Regions from separate parts of the Ovis canadensis genome. Here region 2 is linked to region 1. A link is a contact called in public Hi-C data. All regions are on one chromosome and are shown on one strand. Each heading gives the region's core, a stretch centred on a gene start, on an enhancer-like site or on the middle of the called end of the contact. The rest is flanking DNA. Distances are from core to core; before and after follow the strand shown.

Region 1 (5,472 bases), core at 2,598-5,097:
CGCCTCCTTGGAGCAACGGGGGTGACAGCGGGTCCCAGGTTTGGGCCTTGACAGAGATGGGGATGGGACCCCACAGTGGGTGGGATGTGGGTGGGAGGTGTCCGCGCATTCACACATGCCCACGTGCAGTTCTAGACCTCCCCACCTAAGGTGGAAAAAGCCCTCTGGGGTTGGACATTTGGGAAAGAAGATCTCCTTGGACAGGGAGAGCTGGGCCTGGAAGGGGGCCTGAGGGGGAGCCAGGGCTGGTGAATAGGAGCAGGGGCGGCAGACCCTCCCCCCCTCCCCGCCCACTGACCTTTCTCGCCTCGCTTCTTCCGAGATCTGTCAATGTGGTCCTTGAGCTGGATGCGTACCTGCCGCTCGGTGGGCTGGTCACGGATGAAAGGGAACTTGAGCAGCTGCTCGGTGGGTGGGCGGCTCAGGTAAGCCTTGATGAGACACGTGTCAATGAAGTCAATGAACTTCTTAGACCTGGAGATGACGGTGGCTCATGTCAGACAGGGGGTGGTTCCAGGAAGAAGGGGGTATCCGTTCATCCAAGTCACCCACTTCCCTCCCATCTTCCCATGTCCCCCACACCACGCACCCCCCACCCACCCCCTCTTCTGCAGTGCAGACCTAGGCCTGGGGGTAGGGGGTAAGGTGGAGGCCTTGTTTGGGGGGGCCTCCTTGCTAAACGCCAATCCCCCGAGACCTACCATTTCTTGGACTTGAGCCTGGGTGGTGGGTTCCGGGGGATAAGGAAGAGGGCTCGCATGGGGTGCATGTCACACAGAGCTGGAACACAGAAGAGGCACCATCAGCTGGTCTCACCGGCCTGCCATGACCCCACCTCCTCCCTACAGCTCCTTCTGGGCCCTCCCTTTGCTCCCAAACCCTGCACTTACGGGGGGCTCCCTCTGCCATCTCGATGGCTGTGATTCCTAGAGACCAAATGTCACTCTGCGGAGGCATGAAAAGAGGGACAGGTGAACGCTGCTGACCACGAACTCCCCTCTCCCACTATCCCCAGCCTCTCTTCCCCGAGTTGCTTCCTGGTCCATACCCTTCCCGAGGCTCCTCTGCTCCAACCCTTACTGTCCTCCAGCTCCCCCACCCTCCCCATCCGTACTTTCCTGGCCACAAACCCTTCCCTAGCTTCTCACTGCTACCACAACCCTGGGCCTTCATTTCATTCCCCGACCTGCTCAAGCTCCCAATATTTCCATCTCACTTCCTACCCTTGGCTGCCTCCCTGCCCGTACCCTGTAATCGTAGGTGGCATCAGGGTTCTCATCACAGGCGATGACCTCGGGGGCCATCCAGTAGGGGGTCCCGATGAACGTGTTCCGCCTGCCCACGGTGCGGTCCAGCTGTGCGCTCACCCCGAAATCCACTGGGAGGGCAGAGGCAAAAGGCCATGACGGAATGCTGTACCTGTGGCCCCCACTGGGCTGTTCTGTGCTAGCCCCACCCGGCCACCTCTTCACCCCATCAGCATCCATCCCAAAGACCCTGACCTAGTCTTCCTGTGTCTGGGGGAGAAACCAGGGTGAAAGGACCAAGGGACAGCATTCCAGGCAGAAGGGGCCAAACATCTCCCCAGAGGGGCTGGCACAGCACCCGGACACACCAGGGAGCACACAAAAAGCTTCTCCAGTGGTTTTCAGCAGAAGGCAGGGAGCAAATCCCCCAGCCCGTAGACAGGTGGACTTGAGCGACTAGAGGGAATGAACAAACGGGTCCCCAACTCCGTGCTAGAGGTCAGAAGGCGTCAGCGTACCTAGCTTGACCTCGGCATTCTCTGTCAGCAGCACGTTCTGCCCCTTGATGTCTCGGTGGATCACCTTGTGGGCGTGGAGATGGGCCAGACCCTGGGGCAGGAGGGGTGGGGGGAAGTATTCTTGGTGTTAGAGGACAAGGATGTGAGTCGAGGGGCTGGGGAGGCACCTGGCTGGGCTGGGCTGGGGGAGCTGTCCCTCTCCACCTGGGAGCCAGGAGCCCAGGTAAAGGCTCAGCTTTGAGGGGAGTGTCCTCAGACTGGAGGATCCAGCTGCACGGCCTCAAGAAAGGGCAGGGCTGGGAAACAGAGGCACGGGGTCCCTCTGAGGGTTCTCCACACGCACTCGCATCAGGCCATCTGTTCCTTCAAGGGGACACAGTTCCAGCTCCTTCCCTGTGAGTGCAGGGAAGGCCCGCTTCCAGGGAGATGGGAGGAGGAGGCAGGGAGGGACCTGGCGCTCACCCGGAGAATCTCCCTGCAGATGTAGGCTATACAGTCCTCCTTCAGGGCATTCCCTTTTGTGTTCTTCACCAAGTCCGTTACAGAACCAGCACCACAGAACTCCATCACCAGCTATGGTCCCAGGGAGGCACCGGAGGGAAAAGTATCTGTCAGGCAAGGCCTCCTTCCCGTGCCAGGCCCCTGGGGGAGGACTGGAGTCCTTGGGTCAGAATTGGTATGAGCTGGAGAGCAGGGGCCATGAGGCCCCTAGTGAAAGCCACAGAACTTGGTAAGATTAGAAGAGAAAGGGGAAGGAGACACAGCTGGGAGACACAGGGCAGGTGGGCTGAGGGAGGTGATGGTCTGGGCCAGAAGAGGACCCCAGGGAATCCCTGAACTTGCAGAGAGAATGACACAGGTTTGTGCACTTTTCCTGGGGAAGGGGCTAAAGCTACCAGCAGATCCTCACTGGGACCCACAAAGCCCAACAGCGAGCAGAGAACCAGCGCTCCAGAGCAGGGGCCCGGCAATCTACGGCCAAGAGGCTGAGCATTTTTATATTTTTAAATGGCTGAAATAAAAATCAAAGAAGAATCACATGAAACTGACATCTTAGCGTCTTAAATAAAGCTCTTTGGAGTCAAGGGACATTCCTGTTTTCATCTCTGCATTATCTATGGCTGAGCTGAGTAGTTGTTAGAAGCTTATGACCCACAGAGCCCCAAATATTTACTGTCTGGCCCTTCAAAGGAAAGCCTGGCCAACCCTTGAGAGAGACAAAAAAGGGACTCAAGAGTCAGCAAGTCCCAAGGTCTGCTAGAGAGACAAGACAGAGCCCAGGGGCTACCAGAGAGCTGCAGAAGGGAATCTGAGGCTTCAGCACAGTCTGTAAACAGGCCAGGCAGAGGCCGGAAGATGAGAAGAACTCCGGCTGGCCGGCACCTCTAGGGACTCAGAGCAGAGGCCAAACAAATCCTGAGGGACCAGTATGCCCGTCCAAATGTTTTCACTGTATGCTTCCCACCTCCAGGGACCCAAAGCAGAGGCCAAACAAATCCCCGGGGGAGCAGTACGCCTGTCCAAATGTTTTCACTGTATGTTTCCTACAAGCTGCATCCAATGCCAAAAAAAGGCAGCCTGAGGTACCTATATTTGCATGCGCCAAAGAGATAATTTGCGCATCTGGGGTGCCCCTCCCATAGCTGGAGGGGAGGATGGGGTCCACAAGGGGGCGCTGGGTCACTAGCGCTCAGCTTCTAGCCCTTAATAATCTCCCACTACACACAGCTGGTTGCCTTTCTCTACGTGTGTCTCTCCCCACCCAAAAAAGACTAAGTGCCTTGGAGGCAGGGACCACAACTCATGATTATCTGTGCAGGGTACACATAGGACGCTCAGTAAGCACTTGTCTAGCAACTGCTGGGAGGGGGACCTGATCTGGGGGCCAGTTCCCCAGCCATGGCTGTGTTCCCTGCTGCCCTCTCCTCTGGGCTGGGCTGAGCCCAAGAAAGGGTGAGGCTGGGGAATTAGCGGGCAACAGCGCCCAGGCAGGGAAAGGCGATGACTCTTAGGAATGTTCCGAGCCTGGAGGGAATTTGGGGGAGGCCCTAAAGAGCTAAGCGAGCTGTGGCCGAGTAATTGGAGAGTAATCGCCCAGAGAGGCTTGTGCGCTGCTGGGAGGGGCCCGAGTCTAGCCAAAACCCACACATATTAGATGTGCTGCTTTCCCAGGAGCTGTGCTCAGAGGCAGGAGAACAGATGCATTAACTGGGGCAGGCCAGGGGCGCTCCTCACCCAGAGCTGGTCGTCGTTCCCTGGGGGGCTCTTCTTGATGAAGGCCCCGTAGTAGGTGGCGATGTTGCGGTGGTGAGAGTATTTTTTCAACATGTTGATCTCCTGTTTGATCTCTTCCTCCTCATCCTACGTGAATAGGGAGAGGTGAACCCTGAGAGTCACCCCCGCAAGCCCCCCTCTCAACACCCCGACCCTCCCCTGCCCTATACGCGCCTTACCTCCGTGACGTCCATGACTTTGATGGCAGCCAGCTGCCCAGTCTTGACATGCCGACCCTGTAGAACAAAGAGCCAGGCATGGGGGTGGTCAAGTCTGCACTCGGGAGGGGCTTAATTCTGGGAGAGGCCACAATTTTTGGCTGCTTTCTTTCTTAGAAAATGCCCCTGGCTAGACACCTCAGTTTATGAGTCGGTTATAGGAAAATCACCGCGCCTGGATTCCAAGTGCTAAGCTGGATAAAGATGAAGGGTCTCCTCTCCTGAAACACTCAAGAGGGATGAGGGAGAGACACTTGTGCTTTGTCCCAGCCTCTCTGCCTTAGACAGCCTTGTCTGAAAGTTAGAGCAGCGAGTGAGGGCTCCCTCTCCATCCTCAGATGGAGCAGCATGGAGCTGGGAGAAGTGGCTGGGGGAGGAGGGCTTTGGCTCTCCAGCATCTTCTATGCAAGACAGACTGCCTGAGTCCTCTCCTGATTCACCTCTCTGGACAGGAGGTCTTTCCCAGAATCACCCCCACCCCCAGACACATACACAGGGCTTTTTATTACTGTTAACAGGAGAGAGTAGACAGGGCTGAGATTTTAGGAAACTTAGAGAAACATGGGAGGGCTGACTGCTATGTGGAAACCCCACCACCAGTGCTAATGGGAAGAAACTTCTTCTAGAGTGTGTCCCTGCCATTCCCCTTCTGCCTCCCTTATCCTTCCAAAATTCCTAGCAGGAGTCATCTCAGGCTCCAGTAGGAAAGTCTAAGGCTTCCTGGGGAGGAGAAAGGTGTGTGTTGGGGGGGGACTGCCAGCCCAGGGATTATTTTTATCCCCAGCAGTTTTTCACGACCCCCAAGCCCAGAGAAGCAGTAGAACACAGAGCTGCTATTTCCATGGCAACAACTAGGCAAGAGATGGGGTGACTGGGGTGGGGGGGTGCACCTGCTTTCCAAAGCTTACAGAGAAGAAGGGTAAGAGACAGGTGGGTAGCCCCAGTGACCCAGGAAACCCTGGCCCCTGAGACACAGGAGACTCGTGAAGAGGCTGAGTGCCATATCTAGAGCCGAAGCAGCCAGGCGCACACTTGGGGGCAGCATCCACCTTGAGTACCACCTCTCTGATGGGGCTGCCTCCCCCGTGAAGTGTGACCGGCGGGTAGACCACGTGAAGGGCCAGACTGGCCAGGCCAAAAGCCACAGTCTGTGGTTGAGGAAACGCCACTGCTGTGGAGGCGGAGGAGAGAGGCAGCCTCAAAAGCAGAAGGCCT
Region 2 (6,078 bases), core at 5-2,504, 140 kb after region 1:
GTGTTCGGGAACCTGTGATTTCCTATTCTATGGGTGGGGAGCTGTGAGGCTGGTAAAATGTTTTGCAGAACAAGTGACAGCTCAGAACCAGGCCCCCATTCCTGATCCTCTCTGGAGAGAAGCAAATAGCCCTAATCTTTTCCCTCTTTTGCTCCTGCTCCCCAGAGACTCAGGCATTCACCCCCGGAGGTGTTGGGTCACAACAGGAAGTGGATTTTGCTAGAGACCAAAAAAGAGAACTCGGGGTGTCAGTGGAAGGAAGGAGCCTCGATTGCACAGAAAACATCCGGGGAGTGGATGGCGTGCCCTGGGCAGATACAGCCTCCCCTCACTCACGGGAAGAGGGATAAGGCCCAGAATTGGGGAGGGTCGTCAAGCACTCTTTGGTCCCCCAAAATGAAGCTGTTGCTCCTAGCAACCCGGGGGAAAGCAGAAGTTTGGAAGCAGAGCCACCCGGCCCTTGGGGCCGGTGGGGGCAGTCTGACTGCCTGTGGGGTACTGGATAGGAGGCTTTCAAGTGGCTGGGCACGAGTCTTCGGGGGATCCCGCCCCTGGCATCTAGTCTGCCCACACCCGTCCCCTCCGGGCCGGCCACCTGCTCCTTCCTCCGCCCCTGCAACGCAGGCTGCACCGGAGAACCCAGTCGTCCGGCCCCCTACATCTCTGCGAGAAGCCCGATGCAGGTTTCTTGATCTTCAGCCCTCGCTTTCTGCAGGGACTGTGGCATGCCTTCCCCTCATTATCCTCGAGGACCTAGGCGTGCGGCCCCGAATGGCTGTCCCCTAGGGACCCAGGCGTCCGGCCCCCGAATTTTCTCCCTGGTGTTCCTGTCTGAGGACCGTCCCGGCACCCGCCTGGTGCCGCCGTCCACGTCCCGCCGAATGGCCCCACCTCTCTTACCTGGTCCCGGGTTTCTCCCCCATGGTGCGCGCGCCCGCCGCCCGCCCGGTTCGCGGATAGCTCACAGCCTCCTAGCCCGCTGCCAGGTCCCTGCTCCTCCCCGCGCCACTGCGCACGCGCGCCCCCGCGCTCTCTCCACTACCCCCGCCTCTCCTTCCCCCCTCCCAACTTGGATCTGGAGAACGGAGTCCAGATGCGTCAGCCGGATTGCACGCGCCACGGCACTGCCCTCCCTCTCCTTACAGGCACGCGCGGTGATTGGCTCCGCCCGCCCCCCTCCGCCCTCCACCCCGACCCCTGCGGAGGGATCCCTCCCCGCGCGCGGTCTCTACACCCTGCTACTCCCGCCCATCTCTCCGCCCCTCCGCACCCGTTTAGGAACTGACTGGGCCCCCTCAAAAGGAGGCGCCCGCCTTCCAGGAGATTAAAGCATTCTGATTGGCTCCCTGCATCAAGCGCCCTGCAGGGGTTTCCTCCCCTTTGTTTGCTTTCTCAGTGGCGTTGGAGGCTACGGGGGTGGTGGGGGCAGTGGGTGAGCTCGAACACAGTCTAGGATGGAGGATAAGGGGATGCACAGGTGGTGAGCGGTTCCAGTTGCGAGATGCTCGCCTATTGCGCGCCGCTCACCCCGGAGCCTGTAGCCGTCTTTGGCCCTCCCTCCCACTTCTTTATTGTGGTGTGTCAGCTCCCTCTGGTGTCTCTCTTTGATCTTCGCAGGGTTACTTCTAAATTCTCTTACTACTCTTCTCCATCCATTCATCGAAGTTAACACCCATTCATGCATACATCCGTCCATACATCTATCCATGTCTATTTTGTGCTAATCACTATACTAGGCAATGGGAACTCAGACATGAATTAACATCACCCCTGCCTTCCTCGTATGGTTGAGGAGACATATGAAGAGATATTATGATTCCAGGAATGCTATAATAGAGGTATGACTCAGAAGACAAAGTGACTCCCAGAGCTTGGCTGGGGAGGGATGGAGGCAGAGCAGGCTGTCCAGAGGAGGGCACGTTTGAGGATAATCTTTCTGAAGTGTGGGCAGAAGTTAAGAAAGGGTATTCCAAAGACAGAGAAAAGCAAGGCACATCCTATAATGAGGTGTTTGTGGGAGTAGAGGGCAGGAGAGAGAAGGCTGAAGAGGATGACTGGAACAGGGTGTGAAGGATTTTGTATAGCAGGTAAAGGAATGAGGCTTCCCAGGTGATGGAGTGGTAAAGAATCCACTTACCAATGTAGGAGATGTGGGTTCGATCCCTGTGTCGGGAAGATCCCCTGGAGTAGGAAATGACAACCCACTCTGGTATTCTTGCCTGGAAAATCCCATGGACAGAGGAGCCTGGCAGGCTACAGTCCATGAGATCGTAAAAGACTCGGACATGACTGAGCAGGAGCAGCTCAGCAGCTAAAGAAATGAGCCAGGAGCCTCCCCTGGAGGAGGACACGTGGATCCAGTAGTGGATCCGCTCTTTAAGGCAAGGAGTGGAGTGGCATGATGAGACTTCTCCTTTAGGAAGACAATTCTGGGCAGTGTGGAGGGTGAAGGGAGTGGGGCACACTGTCATAGACTGAAACTAATCAAGGAGAGAAGATGAACAATAGAATGGAAGGGAGAAGGGGAACCAGGCTGAAGAGTCATTTCTAGGGCAAAATTGAGCAGACTGGGGGAGGATGATGAATGATGGACATTTTGGACTTAAGAAGCTAAGGTATTCTCCTCCTTCCATCTGTTTTCCCATATTCCCTCATCTTCCCCAAATGAACTGACTTCATTCTTCTCCACTTTTCTGTGCAACAAAAAGTAATGTACACAAGTCTCTGAGATCATCTTTAAGGTCAAATGCAGGCCTTACCCTGAGAAGGCAATGGCACCCCACTCCAGTGTTCTTGCCTGGAGAATCCCAGGGACAGAGGAGCCTGGTGGGCTTCCGTCTATGGGGTTGCACAGAGTCTGACACGACTGATGCGACTTAGCAGCAGCAGCAGCAGCAGCAGGCCTTATCAGCTGCCACCTCCCACCTCCAGTTCTCCTACCCTTCTAAGCTCACCCTTCACCCTTTTCAAGCTTTAGCTGGTACATTTCTTTTGGATTCAGGAATCATTTATGTCAAAGGGTCATGACCAGAAGATAATGAGATCTATATTGCTACATATCTAAGGTGATTTTGGAACTGAAAGGCTGTGACTGGCATGGCATTACAGCTACTGTATTAAAAAAATACTAATGTAAAGACAACTTTCAGTTCAGTTCAGTCGCTCAGTCATGTCCGACTCTGCGATGTGGTGGACTGTAGCTCACCAGGCCTCCCTGTCCATCACCACCTCCCAGAGTTTACTCAAACTCATGTCCATTGAGTCAGTGATGCCATCCAACTATCTCATACTCTGTCATCCCTTTCTCCTCCTGCCTTCAGTCTTTCCCAGCATCAGGGTCTTTTCAAATGAATCAGCTCTTCACATTAGGTGGCCAAAGTATTGGAGTCTCAGCTTCAACATCAGTCCTTCCAGTGAATATTCAGGACTGATTTCCTTTAGGATGGACTGATTGGATCTCCTTGCAGTCCAAGGGACTCTCAAGAGTCTTCTCCAACACCACAGTTCAAAAGCATCAATTCTTTGGCACTCAGCTTTCTTTATAGTCCAACTCTCACATCCATACATGACCACAGGAAAAACCATAGCCTTGACTAGACGGACCTTAGTCGGCAAAGTAATGTCTCTGTTTTTTAATATGCTGTCTAAGTTGGTCATAACTTTTCTCCCAAGGAGTAAGCATATTTTAATTTTATGGCTTCAGTCACCATCTTCAGTGATTTTGGAGCCCCCCAAAATAAAGTCTGCTACTGTTTCCACTGCTTCTCCATCTATTTGCCATGAAGTGATGGGACCGGATGCCATGATCTTCGTTTTCTGAATGTTGAGCTTTAAGCCAACTTTTTCACTCTTCTCTTTCACTTTCATCAAGAGGTTCTTTAGTTCCTCTTCACTGTCTGCCATAAGGGTGGTGTCATCTGCGTATCTGAGGTTATTGATATTTCTCCTGGCAATCTTGATTCCAGCTTGTGCTTCCTCCAGCCCAGCGTTTCTCATGATGTACTCTCCATAGAAGTTAAACAAATAAGCAGGGTGACAGTATACAGCCTTGACGTACTCCTTTTCCTATTTGGAACCAGTCTGTTGTTCCATGTGCAGTTCTAACTGTTGCTTCCTGATCTGCATACAGATTTCTCAAGAGGCAGGTCACGTGGTCTGGTATTCCCATCTCTTGAAGAATTTTCCACAGTTTATTGAGATCCACAATAAACTTTGGCTTTGGCATAGTCAAGAAAGCAGAAATAGATGTTTTTCTGGAACTCTTGCTTTTTCGATGATCCAACGGTTGTTGGCAATTTGATCTCTGGTTCCTCCGCCTTTTCTAAATCCAGCTTGAACATCTGGAAGTTCATGGTTCACATACTATTGAAGCCCAGCTTGGAGAATTTTGAGCATTATTTTACTAGCCTGTAAGATAAGTGCAGTTGTGTGGTAGTTTGAGCATTCTTTGGCATTGCCTCTCTTTGGGATTGGAATGAAAACTGACGTTTTTCAGTCCTGTGGCCACTGCTGAGTTTTCCAAATTTGCTGGCACATTGAGTGCAGTACTTTCACAGCATCATCTTTCAGGATTTGAAATAGCTCAACTGGAATGCCATCACCTCCACTAGCTTTGTTCATAGTGATGCTTCCTAAGGCCTTACTTGACTTCACATTCCAGGATGTCTGGCTCTAGGTGAGTGATCACACCTTTGTGATTATCTGGGTCATGAAGATCTTTTTTGTACAGTTCTTCTGTGTATTCTTGCCACCTCTTCTTAATATTGTCTGCTTCTGTTAGGTCCATACCATTTCTGTCTTTTACTGAGCCCATCTTTGCATGACATGTTCCCTTTAGGAGGATATTAAAGAAGGCCAGAAAGAATGAAAGAGTTATACCATATAATGGTGGTGGGAAAACCATCATTTTATAAAGACATCATTTCTCCTCATATTGTCTGTAAGTTTAATGCCATATCAAAATAACAATGAGACTTTTTTGGAAGGGAACCGAATTTTAAACATAATAAAAAGAATCAACTTTCAAGTGTAGTGAGGAAAATTCTGAAAAACTGGAGTAGAGTGGGCATTTATCTTACCAGTTTATTATGTTATGATAATGAAAATAGTGTTATGGGTGCAACCATAATAAATGTAGCAGTGAAACAGAATCGTGTCCAGATATAGACCCACGTGGGGGCTTCCTCCGCTGCTCAGGGGTAAAGAACCCGCCTGCAGTGCAGGGACTCAGGTTGTATCCTTGGGTGGGGAAGATCCCCTGGAGGAGAGCATGGCAATCTATTCCAGTATTCTTGCTGGGAAAATTCCATGGATAGAGGAGCCTGGCTGGCTGTGGTCCCTGGGGTCACAAAGAGTGCACGACTGGAAGGACTGAAGCGACTGAGCATGCACACACAGTCTAACGTGGTGTTACTTCAAGCCCATGGAGAACTAATGGCAGATTCACTAGATAGAGTTGGGACAATTGGCTATCCATTTAGGGAAAAAAGTTATATACTTCACATACCTTAAATTCTAAGCAGCTTAAGGCCTAAATGCACGGAATGAAAATAAACTCTGTATTTATGTGTTTGTGCGTAGGCTAATATTAGGAAAGTATGTCCATTACTGGGGTACTTAGGTGGAGGGTTCAGTTCAGTTCAGTTCAGTTCAGTCGCTCAGTCGTGTCAGACTCTTTGCAACCCCATGAACCACAGCACGCCAGGCCTCCTTGTCCATCACCAACTCCTGGAGTCCACCCAAACCCATGTCCATCGAGTCGGTGATGCCATCCAATTATCTTATCCTCTGTCGTCCCCTTCTCCTGCCCTCAATCTTTCCCAGCATCAGAGTCTTTTCAAATGAGTCAGTTTTTTGCATCAGGTGGCCAAAGTGGTCCACTGGAGAAGGGAATGGCACACCACTTCAGTATTCTTGCCTTGAGAACCCCATGAACAGGATGAAAAGGTGGAGGGTGAGTTCCTATTTTTTAACTTTATGCCCTCTTTGTTTGAATTTGTTTTGCAAGGCGAGTGTATTGTATCATTTCTCTCGTTGTAAATGTAGTTAACAATGTCTATGATTTCAGACAAGGAGACT

The links. Hi-C and Micro-C count contacts between places; a contact is called where the count stands out from the background.
Region 2: a contact with region 1 is called in a Hi-C map of lung, with 4 times the contacts expected there. The contact joins the promoter of ARRB2 here to the enhancer-like site in region 1. A contact is called at or near these places in 2 of 2 Hi-C or Micro-C datasets (fibroblasts and lung).

What each region holds. Positions count from the first base shown.
Region 1 is chr11:35,050,309-35,055,780 of ARS-UI_OviCan_v2, forward strand. It overlaps MINK1 (misshapen like kinase 1), which reads right to left. Exons shown (of 31, transcript XM_069603258.1): 3 at 4,219-4,275; 4 at 4,001-4,126; 5 at 2,228-2,338; 6 at 1,766-1,856; 7 at 1,248-1,378; 8 at 891-945; 9 at 702-780; 10 at 299-474. Among named protein-coding and RNA genes, the nearest start is that of C11H17orf107, 15 kb to the left of the region's middle. Within about 2 kb of position 3,848, the one cell type or tissue checked has open chromatin away from gene starts, as enhancers often do. A contact at or near this core is called in fibroblasts, where this site is marked.
Region 2 is chr11:35,191,814-35,197,891 of ARS-UI_OviCan_v2, forward strand. ARRB2 (arrestin beta 2) reads right to left here and starts at 1,255. Exons shown (of 15, transcript XM_069603281.1): 1 at 901-1,255. The coding sequence starts at 923. The region is part of intron 1 of PELP1 (proline, glutamate and leucine rich protein 1); the gene reads left to right.